Regions from separate parts of the Sus scrofa genome. Here region 2 is linked to region 1. The links are chromatin contacts, called in public promoter capture Hi-C maps. All regions are on one chromosome and are shown on one strand. Each heading gives the region's core, a stretch centred on a gene start, on an enhancer-like site or on the middle of the called end of the contact. The rest is flanking DNA. Distances are from core to core; before and after follow the strand shown.

Region 1 (3,049 bases), core at 326-2,825:
CGACAGCGCCGTTCCATCCCTCGCCGGGAGTACTCGGCGGAGAACCCAGCTCGTCTCGTGGGCTCGCTCCCGAGCGCGGCCGTGGTCGCTGCGGGGTCCGCTGCGCGGGGCAAGCCCCCAATCTCAGGCGCCTGCGCCAAAACCCGGACACCCCCGCATCCCAGCTAGCCGCGCCGCCCCCGCCCCTTGTGGGCATCCCTGCCACCTGCTCTCGAGACAGACCCGCCTGCGAGGGAGGGTGACGCGAAGACAGGAACAGCCCTTGGGTGGGGCGCGCGCGCCGAGAGCGCTCGCGCGCTTTTCCTTCGCCGCCCCCGAGCCAGGTTTGGATGCCGCGTGCTCCCAGCGCGCGCGCGCACCCGCGAACCCATTCGCTTCGGCACCGCCGCGACGCGCGACACCGGCTGCTCCGCGACGGCCGCGCACCCGCGCGCCCTGGACCCCTCCCCCACGGCCAGTGTCCGCGCGGGCGCAACAGCGGAGTGGGGGAGGGGAGGGGAGTCCAGGGGGCGCGCGAGCGACGTCCGAGCCGGCCCTCACCGGCGCCCGCGGGCGCGCACGCGCGTCCCAGCGCCGCCCGCCCCTCAGCACGAGACCCTCATCCAGCCGGGGGATCTGGGGGAGGGGGTGCCGACGTCGCTCCCCCGTTCCCTCCCGCGCACGCAGACAATCGACTCGCAGCCGCCTCCCCTCCCGCGCCGTGGCCTGCCGCTCACCATATTTCCGGAAGCGAAAAGGAGATAGCAAGGAGCCAGAAAAGACAAGAGCCGCTTCAGCTGCTGCCGGGATCCGACTGAACGCGGCCTCTCCCGGCCCCTTCCGTTTAGTATGAGCCGCACAATGAGGGGCGGGGCGGGCTTCCGGCGCTCCTCCTGAAGACCGACGGGAAATGAAGTCCGAGGCTCCTGCGCTGTCCTCGGGCCAGCTGGGTAGCAGAGTCTTTTTCATCTGACAGCGTCTGGTCGTCACGTTGCATACTGGGAAGTGTAGTCCGGGGACAGCTGAGAGGGGCGGGACTACAGCAAGGAGAGCGCGCGGGTTGGTGGAATGCCCCAGGAAACGCTCTGCACAGAGCCAAGGCCTCGGTGCTGGGTGATTTGACCTGAAAATGAGCCTCGATTTCGCGCTTCTTTATCCCGTACCGAAACGGTTTTCCTAAGGTCCATCCTGGCGTTTTTCTGGATCTCTTGGTCTAAAAATTTCCAGTGACTTGGTATTTTGCTTTTGTGAATTGAAGCAACTATTCATTGGTCTGGAATCCAGTCCTAGAGCAAGGAGAATCCCAAGTATAAGGAGACTTCAATCCAGGACACATTCATTAACCATTCTCCATACTCAAAAGACACTCTTGTCTACTGAGGAAAGGCGATGTGCAATTTCAATAAAATAAGAGAAAAAAAACACAAGGAAAGACTACAAAGAAATCTTTGAAAATAGAGCTTTGTACTAGTTTTAAAAGCATTTGGCATATTCATGAGGCAATAAAGGGAGAAGAGCAGGGATTTATGCATTCGAAGATTACCGCCTTTTACTAGGCAGTGAGCAGAGGAAACAGATTTTATTTTATTTTTGCCATTTCTTGGGCTGCTCTCACGGCATATGGAAGTTCCCAGGCTAGGGGGTCGAATCGGAGCTGTAGCTGCCAGCCTATGCCAGAGCCACAGAAAGGCGGGATCCGAGCTGCGTCTGCGACCTACAGCACAGCTCACGGCAATGCCGGATCCTCAACCCACTGAGCAAGGGCTGGGATCGAACCCGCAACCTCATGTTCCTAGTCGGATTCGTTAACCGCTGCTCCACGACGGGAACTCCAGGAAACAGATTTTAAACCAGACTTAAATCTCGTTCTCCAGTTGGTAACCAGGCATATGGTTAATTTAATACCCACAGAAATTAAAACAGAAGCTCTGTGGGAGCATAACCTTCAAAAAACAGACTAGGGTGGGGGACTCCAGGGAGATTTCATTGGCTTTCAACAAAGGCCATAGCCGCTTACTCTGCAGAAGACAGGGTCGCAAACAAGAGAATTGGGGGCATCGATCCCATATGCAGAATAAAGGCTGTAAATGAAGAGCTGGAAGCTTGGTCTTCAGCTGGGGAGCAACACCCGAGACTGGGGTATGTCGCAGAGCATGCCGGGGACTGTAGTCGGGGACGTACCGCTGCATTGCCCCCCCACCGGGAGCATCAGGTGGGGACCGCAGCTCGACCGCCGCCTCCTGCAAGAGACCTTGCTACAAGATGAGATTGGCTCCACCTTTTTGAGCTTCGGAGTTTCCAAGAGCAACGAGGAGGGGGGTGGGAGATTTCGCAGTTACCCTGGAGACGCGCTCCCGCCCGCCCCTAGCTGCGGGATGCCCTAGATGTCCTTATTAGGACAAGAGACTAGAGGGGGCGGGTCCAATCCGAACGCCTGCTGGAGGCTCCTTATAAGGCAGCGTCAGGCGGGAGGCGGGAGTGCGGAGCCGGCCGGGGGGTGCGGGATCGAGGCTGGGCGGAGTCTGAAGGGGCAGGCCTGGAGCTCGGGCGCCCGCCTCTCCACTCCCGAAAGGCCCCAGACCCACACCTCGCCACTTCCGGTATGGCAGATGTCGGCTGCTGTAACTTGCTGGCGAGACTCTCGTGCTCAAGTGGAACCCCCTTTGCATAGTTCCCATCTTAACCTTCCTGAGAGTCCCCCACCTCCAACGAGTCACAAGAACGATGAAGTGTTCTTCCCTTGTCCGTATTTCTCACCCCCGGGTTGCTACCCCGAATCCAACAACATGCCCATGTCAGCCCCTCCCACATGCCTCGATGTCCAGCACCTCCTACTTGTCCCCTTTCTGTTTGTCTACTGTCTCCCTCTCCCTGTCCTCCCAGCTTTGGCCTTCCCTGCACGTCCTCGTCTTCGCGCCCCTCCCCCACTGCTCTGGATGGGGAGGCCCACATGGGATCACCATTTCCTCGGAGGGTCTTTCAGCTCTTTCTGCGTTACCTTTGTGTCCTCATTCCTAATGTCCTTCCTACAAAAACAACTGAACCCATCTGCTTCCCCATCCTCCCACCT
Region 2 (3,049 bases), core at 396-2,895, 210 kb before region 1:
ATAGAAGGGCCAGCGTAGTTTTCTAGGGCAATGGAGTTGATCACAAGAATTTGTCTAGATTTCCTTGGGTCACCTGTACCAGCACTGCAAATCCCTCCTAAGACAATATGAGACCAACAAGTAATAAATGTCTCATCTATGGTTTCCTATGGGAGTTTGTCTCAAGGAAATCTTCCTAAGCAGGTCAAAGCTCCCTTATAACTCCCTTAAGGAGTTCCCGTTGTGGCGCAGCAGAAATGAATCCTACTGGGAACCATGAGGTTGTGGGTTCGATCCCTGACCTCGCTCAGTGGATTAAGGATTAAGGATTGCTGTGAGCTGTGGTGTAGGTCACAGACATGCTTGGATCTGGTGTTGCTGTGGCTCTGGCATAGGCCGGCAGCAACAGCTCCAGTTGGACCCCTAGTCTGGGAACCTCCATAGGCTGCGGGTGGGGCCCTAAAAAGACAAAAAACAAACAAACAAACAAAACAAAAAACAAAAAAACCACACAAAAAAAAACTCCCTTAAGACTGTGAGGAGTTCCCTGGTGGTCTGGTGGGTTGATGATCCTGCATTGTCATTGCTGTGTCTCAGGTTACTACTGTGGTCTGGGCTCTATCCTTGGCCCTGGAACTTCCCCATGCTGTAGCACAGCCAGAAACAAAAAAACAAAAACAAAAACCCAAGACAAAAATCTGAAAGCATGTGCTCTCAAAGGAGATTGCCAATGAGATTGGTGGGGGTGAGGGGTGGGGGGGGTGGCTAAGTCCTAGCTCCTTCCCCATTGCCTTGGTGTACAGCCCTGAGACCCTAGGGCTGCCCTCTGAGGACACTGCCTGCTCCACCTGTCCTCTCCAAACGTATTCAGGGAGAGGACGTGTATGGAAAAAGAACAAAGAGAAAAAAAATCACCAAGGCCAATGTCCAGGGAGCACTAATAACTTGAACAGCACCCCACCCAAAGAGGGTAAGGTCACAGGCACGTGTAGCAAGCCCCTCAGCCCCACCCTACAGCATGGAATCGACTGCGCACGCCCAGCACAGCCACAGCTCCAGATTTGTTTTTTCTTTTTGAGGGTCCAAACTTCAACAAAACAAAAAGTCTGTTTAGGGGCTGCCTTTGCATCATCACCAGGCCTTGGAGGGGAGTAGGGGGTAGGCCAACTGGACTACAAAAAACTGTAGAAAGGGAGGGATCTTGAAATAGGCGGAAAGGTATAGAAAGCGAGAACGATCGCCGCCTGGCCTGCCTTGCCAGTTGAAGTGAGAAGCGCTTGAGGTCTCAAGAGGCTCCACGCGTGTGTAAGGGGCCATTTGTTATTATCAAGAGTGTCGTTATTGAGATAATGTCACTTCCCGGCTGGCCCCAGGTCCCGCCAGTGCGGAAAGAGAAACCCCGGGGGAGGTGGAGGCCAGCGGAGATTTCTCCAGCCATCCGCAGCAGGCAGGAAGGGCGACCGTACACAGCCACTTCCGGGTCCTGCGACCTAAGCGGTGGTATCACGGAGACGCCGCTCCTGAGGCCCCACCAGTCGAAAAGTTTTTTCCCGGAGCTCTCACCGAGAGCCGCGCCAGCGGGACAGGTTCCAGTCTGCGGCAGACACGCCCCACTCTGGGCATCGTGACGTCAGAGGAGCACAGTGAGCGCATTTCCGCCCTCTTCCTCCGCCCAACACGAGGGGGCGGGGCCAAGAGGAGGGCGCTCTGCTTGTGCGTCACTTCCGGTAAGTCTATCGGCGACAACGGCAACATGGCTCTGAACGGCGCTGGTGAGAACTTGGGCTGCGGGGGCCGGTGGTTGCGGGGTACGGGAGGCAGTCTGCTTCAGCAAAACCCTCAACCCTTCATGCCTCTCTTCCCCCAGAAGTCGACGATTTCTCCTGGGAGCCCCCGACTGAAGCGGAGACGAAGGTGCTGCAAGCGCGGCGGGAGCGGCAGGATCGCATCTCCCGGCTCATGGGCGACTACCTGCTGCGTGGTTACCGCATGCTGGGCGAGACGTGCGCGGACTGCGGGGTGAGGAGAGACTCGGGACGTGGGAACCAGGATGGGGCCGTGGGCTAGGCCGCACGGCCCTTCCTCAAGTCTCCACTCTGGACCGCATCGCCTAGCGTCTCACCCCTGCCCCGTATGCTTTCTGGCTCCTAGACGATCCTCCTCCAAGACAAACAGCGGAAAATCTACTGCGTGGCTTGTCAGGAGCTCGATTCAGACGTGGATAAAGATAATCCGGGTGAGGGATCGAGTGTGCTTGGTGAAGAAGTGTGGTGATAGAGGCTCAGGAACAGTACAGTAGGCCTGGAAGATGATTGATGGGCGGGGGTAAGGTGCTTTCTCCTTTCAGCTCTAGAAAGGACCACTCGTTGAGTAAAAGCACTAAAACCTACACTGTGTGCCCAACACCATGGGAGAGTCTGAGCTTAATTAGGCATAATTCTGATGAGAGAGATGAAGCAAGGACATAAATAATTGATACAGAGAAGAAAAGGAATGAGTTGCCTTACACAGGGGCAGGGAAAACTTCTGAAGAACAGAAAGAGCAGAACAGTGTAAAAGTAAAGAGTAGGGAGGTGGCTCGGGGCTGAGGCAGGCCAGGTATCCTGACCATTCCACTGGCTTTCTCCTCTTTTAGCTCTGAATGCCCAGGCTGCCCTCTCCCAAGCTCGGGAGCACCAGCTCGCCTCTGCTTCGGAGCCCCCGTTAGGCTCTCGGCCAGCCCCTCAGCCCCCAGTCCCCCGTCCAGAGCACTGTGAGGGAGCTGCAGCAGGGCTCAAGGCAGTCCAGGGGCCGCCCCCTCCTGCTGTGCCTCCAAATGCTGAAGTTGTGGCCTGCACACGGGAGGCTCTCCTGCAGAAGCTGGCCTGGGCCTCAGCTGAGCTGGGCTCTAGCACCTCCCTGGAGACGAGCATCCAGCTGTGTAGCCTTATCCGGGCTTGTGCTGAAGCCCTGCGCAGCCTGCAGCAGCTGCAACCCTAAAAGACCCCTCCTGAGAAGAATCCTCTAGAAAAACAGCTATTCCTCTTGTGTGGTTTGTTCTTTTCTTGGTTCTAAGTGTGCATGCAAGCCC

The links. Promoter capture Hi-C pulls out the DNA fragments that hold promoters and counts their contacts.
Region 2: a contact with region 1 is called in a promoter capture Hi-C map of liver, with 4 times the contacts expected there. The contact joins the promoter of SSSCA1 here to the promoter of MUS81 in region 1. A contact is called at or near these places in 2 of 5 promoter capture datasets (fetal liver and liver), 3 of 47 Hi-C or Micro-C datasets (heart right ventricle, liver and skeletal muscle) and 2 of 2 datasets of contacts at active chromatin or transcription factors (alveolar macrophages and skeletal muscle).

Annotation. Positions count from the first base shown.
Region 1 is chr2:6,469,306-6,472,354 of Sscrofa11.1, reverse strand. MUS81 (crossover junction endonuclease MUS81) reads left to right here and starts at 1,575. Exons shown (of 16, transcript XM_003122526.5): 1 at 1,575-3,049. It overlaps CFL1 (cofilin 1), which reads right to left and starts at 797. Exons shown (of 4, transcript NM_001004043.1): 1 at 717-797. The coding sequence starts at 719.
Region 2 is chr2:6,683,160-6,686,208 of Sscrofa11.1, reverse strand. SSSCA1 (Sjoegren syndrome/scleroderma autoantigen 1) reads left to right here and starts at 1,645. Exons shown (of 5, transcript XM_021082852.1): 1 at 1,645-1,751; 2 at 1,847-1,998; 3 at 2,131-2,215; 4 at 2,615-3,049. The coding sequence starts at 1,733. The coding sequence ends at 2,958.